Linked DNA regions of Zea mays: region 2 is linked to region 1. A link is a contact called in public Hi-C data. All regions are on one chromosome and are shown on one strand. The core of a region is the stretch at or near the end of the contact, and the rest is flanking DNA. Distances in the headings are between cores, read along the strand shown. Region 1 holds the start of LOC100272354. Region 2 holds the start of LOC103626520 (high-affinity nitrate transporter 2.1).

Evidence for each region. A called contact is a pair of places that touch in the nucleus more often than the background predicts.
Region 2: a contact with region 1 is called in a Hi-C map of ear, with 2.8 times the contacts expected there. The contact joins the promoter of LOC103626520 here to the promoter of LOC100272354 in region 1. A contact is called at or near these places in 3 of 25 Hi-C or Micro-C datasets (ear, endosperm and leaf).

The regions. Positions count from the first base shown.
Region 1 is chr5:70,484,166-70,489,257 of Zm-B73-REFERENCE-NAM-5.0, forward strand. LOC100272354 reads right to left here and starts at 3,471. Exons shown (of 10, transcript NM_001370173.1): 1 at 3,249-3,471; 2 at 1,872-2,308; 3 at 1,476-1,525; 4 at 1,205-1,355; 5 at 1,031-1,116; 6 at 608-712; 7 at 1-521. The coding sequence starts at 2,307.
Region 2 is chr5:70,867,124-70,872,907 of Zm-B73-REFERENCE-NAM-5.0, forward strand. LOC103626520 (high-affinity nitrate transporter 2.1) reads left to right here and starts at 2,844. Exons shown (of 1, transcript XM_008646941.2): 1 at 2,844-4,844. The coding sequence starts at 3,080. The coding sequence ends at 4,648. It overlaps LOC103626519, which reads right to left. Exons shown (of 2, transcript XM_008646938.4): 2 at 5,025-5,604. The coding sequence ends at 5,218.

The sequences.
Region 1 (5,092 bases), core at 2,221-4,720:
TCTTTCAGTTTCTTAACTTGATTGTCTCTCAGTGTTCTTAAATTTAATATCTCAAGTTGTTGCTTCTCAATGATATCCCTCTCTCTTGAGAAAAATATGCTGTTAAATAAATCTATTCTTTTCATTGCAGCACTACTAGAAGATTCTTCACTTAAGAGATGTTCTCTACCAGCATCTGGAGCAGATAGCAATTCTTGTTCATCTGAAACCATCACCATCTGATCAGTGGCAGATGGGCTATCTTCAGTGCCTTTTGTGAAGTTACCATGAAGATCCATTGCCTGCTTCCGGAAACTGTGGTCACTTCTCAAGTTAGCAGATGAGCTCTCATGTGGTGATAATCTACCATTGATTATTCCACCTGGTTTATGTGCAACCTTTTCTTTTAGGATGCCTATTTTTTTATAGAAAAGTTCTGCGAGCTCCTCATTGCATTCATAATTCAATCCATCTGAAGCAAGGGCAAGTGATTCTCGATGATCCAACTCAGTGTATTTCAGAAAAGAAGCAGCACGCCAACACTGAAACAAGTAAGAAAGAAATTTATCATATTTGGTAAATTCAATGTAAAAGCAAACAAAGTAACACCGGTTGGTGCCTAGCTTACCAAGGCTATGTTGAACGCATGCAGTATGCTCCGTGGCTCCCGCACAACTAAATGATTATTTAAAAGATATTCAAGGAACTGGTTGGCCAGAAAGAGTACATTATCCTGCAGTTGTGAATAATTAAAAAATAGTTCAGAACCAGAGGATCAGATACTTCCACAAATAATGATATCAGAAGGACACTAAATGCAACAATAGGAGCAGAGAGGGAGGGAAAAAGTTAGCAGGAAGATTTTTCATGTTAAAATAGAACAAGCAGTAGTACAGCATGGTTTCGCATATGCATCATGAATATATAACCATTAAGTGCATCACAAAAAATCTTAGCAAATGCAGAAGAGCAACTCTGAACTGCAGACATTGTCCTTGTTTCTAGTTTAGAGCAAAAGAAAAAACTACAGAAGAGCTTAGATTATACATACTGGTAGCTTTAACACCGTATTTAGCTTTGACAGCTCACGCTTAAGTTCAGCGTGAAGACTTTTAGGTGTCCTCATGTTTTCCACTCCTTCAGAATGAATTTATTAGAAAAATGTAATATCTACTCCTACAGAACAAAAAAACTGCTTTGAAATTGTAATTTCAGATTGTTTTACCTGTCTCAGTAAGTAGATGAAGGTCAGCACTTGGAGTACTCATTTCAGGAAGCAGGTCATGATTATTTACAGAACACAGATGATCATTATCAAAATCAGGATGGCACCCATCTGGCAATCTCTGAAGTTTCTGAAATTGAATTTCCTTAAACTGTAAAGAACAGAAAATGTGGGTTTCAGTAGCCAAAAAATAACAAGTGGGGAGTAATGTAAATCAGGTAAAGAGTACGCAATTAGAGAAGAAGAATCATATTTCTGCTTTCAGGCATACCTTCTTTGTTTTTGTGGAAACAGTTGATTGCTTGGATTTAGCAACTTCATCTACAAAATTAGACACAAATTAGATATGCTAACATATTTGCATGAAACGTGTCGTAAATAGCCAATAGTGGTTATCACATTTCTCTTCCATATGGAATCTAGTGTACATGTTTAGCAAAAAAAAAATGTTGCATATATGTCCAACACACTATGTTTTTGGTAAAAATTCCAGATGCTTATTTCTTGTATGCATTTAATTGTGTAAATTTTCTAATTCCGTGTGTACTATCAGTTTATTCCCATATGAAACTTCAACTGTTTGTAAGAAATAGGCAACCCCTTGATTTTGCTGGTAAACAACAAAAACAATTTGTGGTCTAGTGGATAAGGAGAGGATATCAAGTACCTGTGTGTTTCCCTTTTAGGGGTGTAAATAGTCCCAAGTAGTGACTTGTCTGCATACATCTTCGTTTAATTGGTGAGCCCCTAGCATTCCCAACTGTGGCATACTCACTTGAATGCCCTCCAGCATGGTCTTCGGAGGTAGAAGTTCCGTTGGGATCTCTCGACACCGCAGAAGGTGAAGCACTGATCTTGCCCGTATTTGAAGCTCCACAAGGTGTATCCTCCTCATTTACCACCTTCCGCATCTTCGGGGATGGCTCTGGCACCTCACTCCCCAACCTCATGGGAGGATGTGTCCGCCTCCTCACGCTCGGCACTTTGGTCACGTGGTCTGACCCTGAGTGAGAGCTACTAATGACGCCCTGGCTGTCATTCCTGCTTGCCAGGTTGCCTCCAGCTGCTCCGTCCATCAATGATCCTCCTGAAGTGTTGGACATTCTGCCTTTGTAGTAACAGCATCAAACATGGTACAAATTTTTTGTCAATCACAAGGCAGCAGGAAAGGCACATCCACGCACGTAACATAACAAAAATAGCAGGATCGCCCCTATATCATATAAGATGAAGAGGAAGCCTGAGTGTTTCATTGTTTGATTTACATTTTGACCAAAAACTCAAAAACAGACATGGGAAACAAAATACCTTAATATATCCATGGATGACCACATGTGTGCTTTCGCATCAGCAAAATTTGGAGGGTCACTTGTGGTGTCTAGTAGGGGGCTACCATAGCTGGACATGGCTGCCATCTAAAGTGGTTTTGTGGTGTTTGTGATTGCGGTCGCCCTTTTTACACTCCCTGGTGCATATCAAGCATGTTTCAAAACACCATTGTTTGCCTTCGTCATGTGCGATTGCAGTAGGAACCATCTAAGGGGCAAGGTAGGCTGACTCGGCACTAAAAATTCTCCTCTAAGGCCTTGTTCGGTTATTCTCATCCCATAGGGATTGGAGAGGATTATTAGAAAGTATTAAGAAACATTTTGACTTGTTAGGGATTTAAACCCAACCAATCCCCTTCAATCCACATGGGTTGAGAGTAAAATAAACAGGCCCTAAATGATAGGCACCATTTAAGGTAATTGCGAAAACAATGAACCATTCCCAATCCCAACACACCATTATACAGTAAACAGAATGAATAGTAGTAGGATTGAGGGGGAATAGTGGAGGATTCTAGCCCCCTCAATCCCCTCCATTATCTCCCAAACAAGCCCTAAACCATATGCACTCCCGCGTTCCTCCGAAATTAGGGTCTAAATTTCTCACGATGAGACTAGGCACTCAGCATTCCTCCGAAACTAGGGTCTAAATTCCGCACGATGAAAAGGCGCATGGGATGAAGGGAAGAGGAGCCGGCGTGTGGGTGGCATCGTACCTCCGGTGGCCGGGCGAGGGAGTGTGCGACGGGGAATGTGGCGGAGGTGGCGGCAGTAGGGTTACGCGCGTGACGAGCTCGGGCGCCGGCGAGCTTGGGCAGACGACGCGTAGGCGAGGTGGAGGGACGGTTGGCGGTGGCGTAGCCCTCCTCTGGTCCTCCTCTTCCCACCTGCACTCCGTCGCTCTCACTCGGTGTTGAGTGTTGATGATTCATGATGAGTAATTTGCTCTTTTCTCTCGCTAGCTAGCTTGTAGGGATGTAATCGAACCGATATTATTTTTTATATTTTTCATATTTTTTTCTTCAAATTTGAATGGAATACGTATGTATCGAGTGTGTCGTATAAAATTTAAATTAAATATCTAAATTTAGATATATGAATACAGATAAATCGAATAAATATAGGATACTGAACAACTAGACTAATTGGATCTCACCTCTCTTAAACGGATCAAATTCGAATATAGACGTATAACATCCATATCATTTACATCCCTATTAGATTGTATGAGTGAATAATAATAAAAGCAGTAGTATTATTAATAATAATAATAACAACAATACATGTGTGTGAATACAATATTTGTTTAGTCCTAAATAAAATTATAGTATTTGAGCATATCATGGTGTTTTAGGTCAAAAAATGTTTATAAGCATATTTAAAACTCTGTATTCTATCATAGTATTTTGGGTCTAAAAAAATTTGGCCTATCTTCTCTCCTCCTGGGTTGCAACCAAAAAAATATGTCTCTATATAGGTATTAGTTTAAACTGATATAAAATATAATATAGTTGTGCTGTAATATTCGATAAAATGTGATATTATAAATTACGATAATTTTGTAAAGTAATATTGCCACACAAGCCCTGAAGGGTTGATTCTGCCGCACAAAGATAAGGGAGCAAATTAGGAATTTAGTCTGTTTGGGATTCTACCTAAATTACTACACCTACTTTTCTGATTAAGGTTAGTTCTTCAATACGAGCGACTAAGTTTAGACATATTATGGTGTTTAGGTAGAAAACCAAACAAGCTCTTTGTCAATGACACACCCTATGCCCCCATCACTGCACATAGCGTGAACTTCGAGGTTGGTGACATTATCCTTTGGTACGCGACGGTTTATCACCAGCGCCCTATATACTGGGGTGAGAGGAAACTCCTCTCTTATATTGGTGAAAAGGAAATAGGCTTAATCATTCTCTATAATCAATTTTGGTGGTTGACGTCCATTACAAAACCACATGGACTAATTAGTTTGTCAAGATGTCATTTATCTTAGGTGCATAAGGTTCAACACAAATCAAAAAAGTAAATTCAGTTACGGACTCAAATAAATTTGAAGCAAAGAACTTGAGAGTGTGCTGCAAATGGACGCTCCGCTATAATTCATCGGACTGTCCGGTGTGCACCAGACATGTCCGGTGAACCAACGGAGCAATGGTAACCTGCGCCAACGGTCGTCTACCAAAAGTAAACAATGGTGAACAGTGCGCGGATAACTCAGAGCAGAAAAGTCAGAGCATCCAGTGTAGCACCGGACTGTCCGGTGCAGCTACAGGACAAAGGGTTCTAACGGTCAACTGCTTCAAACACCAGCGAACTTGCGTACAATGTAAAGCTACCTTTGTGTTTGCAAAAAGATGCTACCATGTATTATAGCTTTTGGTGACGGATGTGCCTGGTTGATTTCACACGGTAAAGAATGAGATAACATAAAAAAGGATGCGCACCTTGGTCAGCTCAGATTTATGAGTGAACTTACTCTTAGGGTGTATTTGGTTTGACTTTTGCCTTTGACTTTTGCCCCCCTAAAAGCCAAAAGCCAACTAAAGGACTC
Region 2 (5,784 bases), core at 1,594-4,093, 380 kb after region 1:
TTATATTTTCTGCCAAAGAATATTCGAACCTTTGGATATTTTGAACTGAAGCATAGAATCAATAAACACTGAAGGTATTTTATATAGGCAATCCCATGTGCTTTCTATGTGTCTATAACGATAGCAGTTTTTATAGCTTATCGTATGCGTGCATGATATGCATGGAGAGCTCCCAAGATAACCTATCTTTCTCTCTCTCTCTTTCTCATTGATCCCTCGTCTTGTCTGCAGACTGCAGTTTAGAGGTTTAGGTCCACCCCGAATAGAACATATGACACACATAAATCTTTGATGTATATGACCTAGCTTATTTCACAAAAAAATTATACATATTCTTTTCCGCTATTTCAACTATATACAAAATTTTAACTTCAAATTCGTTATACATACAGAGTAATAAAAACGATAAAATTTTTGACAACTTTAAATTAGAAAATCGGCTAAAAGTTATCTTTTTTATTACATCTAAAGTATAACGAACTTGAACTTGAAGTTTTGTATATGAAGTAGGGTGAAAAAATATGTATATTTTTTTAGAATTTTTTTTTAGTTCATGTGTAACCTATATATATGTGCATGTATCAAATGCTATCTTCGCATGCATGCATGCATGGTGACAAAAAAGTCAGAAAGGGATGGACCCTGATCGTGGGGACCACGCACAACCAACAATCACAAGTTTAGAACTTAACTTCAAAATCATGCGTTAAAAATGTCAACTCTCCTGGCTGCTCGCCAAAGTCCACTTATCATCAGATCAGATCAGGGTGCCCTTGCCGTTGAGGAGTGTCAGTTTAATAAAAGAGAGAGACAGACAGAAAGCCTCAACGAATTAATATACTTTTACCTTAGCGCGCGGTTGTTGAATACCTTCAAACCAAAGGTACGTATATATTTCTTGAGTACTAAACCAATGGCAACCAAGGAATCGCGATTAATTAGTTGATTACCATGGCAGCGGAAACACCAATTTTCTTCAGGGGTGGAAACCTCCAAGGAAATTACTATTACCTCAAAGTTAAGTTAAATTTGGAAACTCAAATTTATTTGGGATCCCCTGCCTGTTTCGAGGGCAATGGGTTCCAAAGAATGTCATTTGAATTAGACACTTAGTTATTTATGAAAAGGTTTTTTCTCCCCGAGTTAATTTGCTTCCAAACTATAATTAACCCTAAGCAAGGTGTTAGTTATTTGTTTTGACGGTTTATATATCCGTGTTAGCTTGGTGGCTAGCTTGTATCCATTTGACTTGACGGCACATGCATGCATGCGTGGAGTGCACCGTGCGGCGGTTTGTGACGCGGTGCCAAACGTGCAATTGACTCATTGAGTAGTCATCAGCAGGCTTGCGATCATTAGACACTAACAAGCATTAATATTTGCTGCATATATATATATACACACACATGCTTCACTGACGACGCTTGCAACTTGATCTTGTTAATTATTATATATCCTAAGCACAACGAACAAACCTTAGATATGCGACCATGCCTTGAGTAGAGCGTGAAAAATAGGGGGTGAAAAAAAGGGACGAGTAATTATAGATGACACTATTTGATATTGTTTAAAGATGAGATAGGGAATGTGCTGAATAGATCAATTTTTAATCAGGGATGGTAGGGACTAGTATTTCCTCTATGATTTTCCATGTAACACCTTTGAATATACAATAATAATAAGAAGCCACCAACCTTTGAATTATTATCTGTTCCAATATATTAGATGAGGGGTGTATCGGAATTTGACTTCCGAGTTGTTCTTGCGTGTCCGTACGCTCGTACGGTAGCTCGTTGGGTTGTTGTACCAGCCATCCTGCTACTGCGCAACGAAATGCATTGGTCATCTCAATTAAGTCCAAAGATTGTAGTCGTAAACATGCAGCCAATAAGAGCAAGGATAATAGTTTAGCCATTGATATGTCTTCTAAAGCTAATTATTACTGTATTGGACCCACCTCGTACTCTCATTCTCTCACCACTTGTTTCGGAATCTGTACTGCTACAACCAGCTCTTAGTCGACTGATAATTAACTACCCGCTTTTTCTCTTCTCTCCCCTCCAACTGCAAAAATCTAATGTGGCAAACCATTTAGCCTGCTTACATCGTCAAAAATCTAATGTGGTAAAGTGTGAAGTGTCCTAAAGTTTTAGTCCTTAATTTCTTTCAATAAACTAAACTAAACTTTAGAAAACTCAAACAAGTCCTCATGTTTGCACATTTTAGGTCTCGTTTGGTTTGAGGGACTAAAGATTAGTCCCTCCATTTTAGTCCCATTTAGTTACTAAATTACCAAACAGTAGGACTAAAACAGGGACTAAATTGTTTTAGTCCCTAGTCCCTTAAGATGGCTAAAAGGGACTAAACCATATTAATTCCACATTTGCCCCTCATTTAGTTCAATTGTACTAATAGCAGGAGAATGTTAAAAGTCATTTTAATCTTCTTATGAGTCATTTAGGCCCTGTTTGGTTCCATTAGTCATAGAACTAAAGTTTAGTTGTAGGGACTAAATAGATTCTAAATACATTAAATGCAACACATAAAGACCAAAATGCCCTTTTTTGTTTGACACCCCTTTTCTAGCAAGGGTATTTGGAGTAAATGTTGCCCTTTGGTCCCTTTTAGCACCCATGTGAGGGACTAGAGACTAAAACCAATTAGTCCCTACTTTAGTCATTCCGTTTAGCAAAATAGAGACTAAACGAGACTAAAAACGAGAGGCTAAAGATTAGTCTCTCTAACCAAACGGGACCTAAAATTACTATCTGTATGTATCTGTTGGATGGAAAAGTCAGAACGTCGTGGGGACCACCACGCTACCACATGGTACGGTAATGTCAGAAAGTCGCTATCTTCTTCGATCTGCATCTCCACTCCAGCCAGCGCTGCTTATCATCAGCATTCACGAAGCCGCCCAACGATAATAAAAAATGTCAGCGCGATCGCGCACTGCCTATAAAACCCCGGCCGTCGCGTCCATGGCGTTTCAGGATCCGAGCACCAGAAAGAAGCTGAGTTAGCTAGGGTCAAGAAAGTAGTCAGCACTCAGCAGGAAAAGAAGCAGAGACTACACATCATGGCGAGTGACGCCGCGCATGGTAGCTCGCTGGACGGGGTGACGCCGTCGAGCAAGTTCGACCTGCCGGTGGACTCGGAGCACAAGGCCAAGACCATCCGCCTGCTCTCCTTCGCGAACCCGCACATGCGTACCTTCCACCTCTCCTGGATGTCCTTCTTCACCTGCGTCGTCTCCACCTTCGCGGCGGCGCCGCTGATCCCCATCATCCGGGAGAACCTGGGCCTGACCAAGGCCGACATCGGCAACGCCGGGGTGGCCTCCGTCTCGGGCGCCATCTTCTCGCGCCTCGCCATGGGCGCCGTCTGCGACCTGCTGGGCCCGCGCTACGGCTGCGCCTTCGTCGTCATGCTGGCGGCGCCCGCGGTGTTCTGCATGGCCGTCATCGACAGCGCCGCGGGCTACGTCGCGTGCCGCTTCCTCATCGGCTTCTCCCTCGCCACCTTCGTCTCCTGCCAGTACTGGACCAGCACCATGTTCAACATCAAGATCATCGGCACCGTCAACGCGCTGGCGTCGGGGTGGGGCGACATGGGCGGCGGCGCCACGCAGCTCATCATGCCCTTCGTCTACGAGGCCATCCTCCGCTGCGGCGCCACGCCGTTCGCCGCGTGGCGCATCGCCTACTTCGTGCCGGGGATCATGCACATCGCCGTGGGCATCCTTGTGCTAACCGCGGGGCAGGACCTCCCCGACGGCAACCTCCGCAGCCTCCGGAAGCAGCAGCAGCAGCAGCAGCAGGGTGACGGCGGCGATGCCAGCTGCTGCCGCAGGGACAGCTTCTCCAGGGTGCTCTGGCACGCCGTCGCCAACTACCGCACCTGGGTCTTCGTCTTCGTGTACGGCTACAGCATGGGCGTGCAGCTCACCACCAACAACATCATCGCCGAGTTCTACTACGACCAGTTCGAGCTCGACATCCGCGTGGCCGGCATCATCGCCGCCTGCTTCGGCATGGCCAACCTCGTGTCGCGGCCCCTGGGCGGCGTGCTCTCCGACCTCGGCGCGCGGTACTGGGGCATGCGCGCGCGCCTCTGGAACATCTGGATCCTCCAGACCGCCGGCGGCGCGTTCTGCTTCTGGCTCGGCCGCGCCAGCGAGCTCCCGGCCTCCGTCACCGCCATGGTGCTCTTCTCCTTCTGCGCGCAGGCCGCCTGCGGCGCCACCTTCGGCGTCATCCCCTTCGTCTCCCGCCGCTCGCTGGGCGTCATCTCCGGGCTCACGGGCGCCGGCGGCAACGTGGGCGCCGGGCTCACGCAGCTGCTCTTCTTCACCACGTCCAGCTACTCCACGAGGAAGGGCATCGAGAACATGGGCATCATGGCCATGGCGTGCACGCTGCCGCTCGTCCTCGTGCACTTCCCGCAGTGGGGTTCCATGCTCCTGCCGCCCAGCGCCGACGCCGACGAGGAGCGGTACTATGCCTCCGAGTGGAGCGAGGACGAGAAGAGCGTAGGCCGTCACAGCGCAAGCCTAAAGTTCGCCGAGAACAGCCGGTCCGAGCGTGGCAAGCGCAACGCCGTCGCCGTCCTCGCCACGGCCGCGGCCACGCCGGAGCACGTCGTGTAACAACTAGCGTACGTACTTGTAGGTTCTGATCGAGCATACAGCAAACTGTGTAATGTACTCTAGCAGTCTAGCTTGCTCCGATACTCCTGCTTCCAACAAAATTATGAAACATAGGCTAATATGGATCGGTGTACACGTACGTCGTAGTATTTCCTGTGCAACATACACAATTCAGTAAATGAACAAACTTTGCTCATGTGCATTCTTCTGCAAAGTACAAATAAAATCAAATAGAGAGGCCAGGACAACGTCTATGATCTATCAACTTGGTTGTTAAAATTAAAGAAAACCAACTGGAGTCCAACACCCACAAAACATTTTGTCTCTAACACGTTGTTGTCACAATGAAGCTGAACTTCCTCATCATGACCAGAGAGAAAAATAAGAGATGGTTTGTTCATCTTCAATTTTGAATCGCGGTACAATATTGGGTTTTGCAATAAACAATGAAGTTCATCCCAATAACAGTAATGAAGAAGCACGAACACGTTAATGAAGTTTATTCGCAGGTCATATCCATATATCATTCATGTCATGTCAGCATGTGCATGCTGCATCTTCGTGGCTAGCTAGAGCTCCAACACCACAACTGAAAATTTTGGTTTTGAATTTGTGACCAGGGAACAGGATTGTATATACTTACAGTCAGAATCGGTGGTGACCCAGTGAGCCATCCTGACGTCGTCGTCGTCGTTCTCGTCCGACGACCACGAGCCGCTGCCACATGAAGACAGCCGCAGCGTCGCCGGCCACGGACAGCTGACCGCAGTGGACGAGCAGCATGCCTCCGCATCGGCGGCAGCGGTGGCGTCCCTGCAGCTGAAGCCGCTGCCGTTGCAGCTGGAGATGGACGACGACGACGCCGAGGCCAGTAGCGCGCCGTGGTCTTCCTCTTCCCGCGCATGGCCGTCCTCGCCGTTGCAGGCCCCCCTCTTCTGGATTCGGCCTACCGCCCTCTGATGACATGACATGACAGATGAAAATTGAAAAGAAGACGTACTGGTCTGTTTGCTACCTAATTTACTATAATTTATCTAAATTTTATGCCTAAGTTTAGTTATTCAATTTGAACGACTAAGTTTAGATAAAGTGTGTTATAGTTAACCACAACCAAACAGACCCGTGGTACATCATTT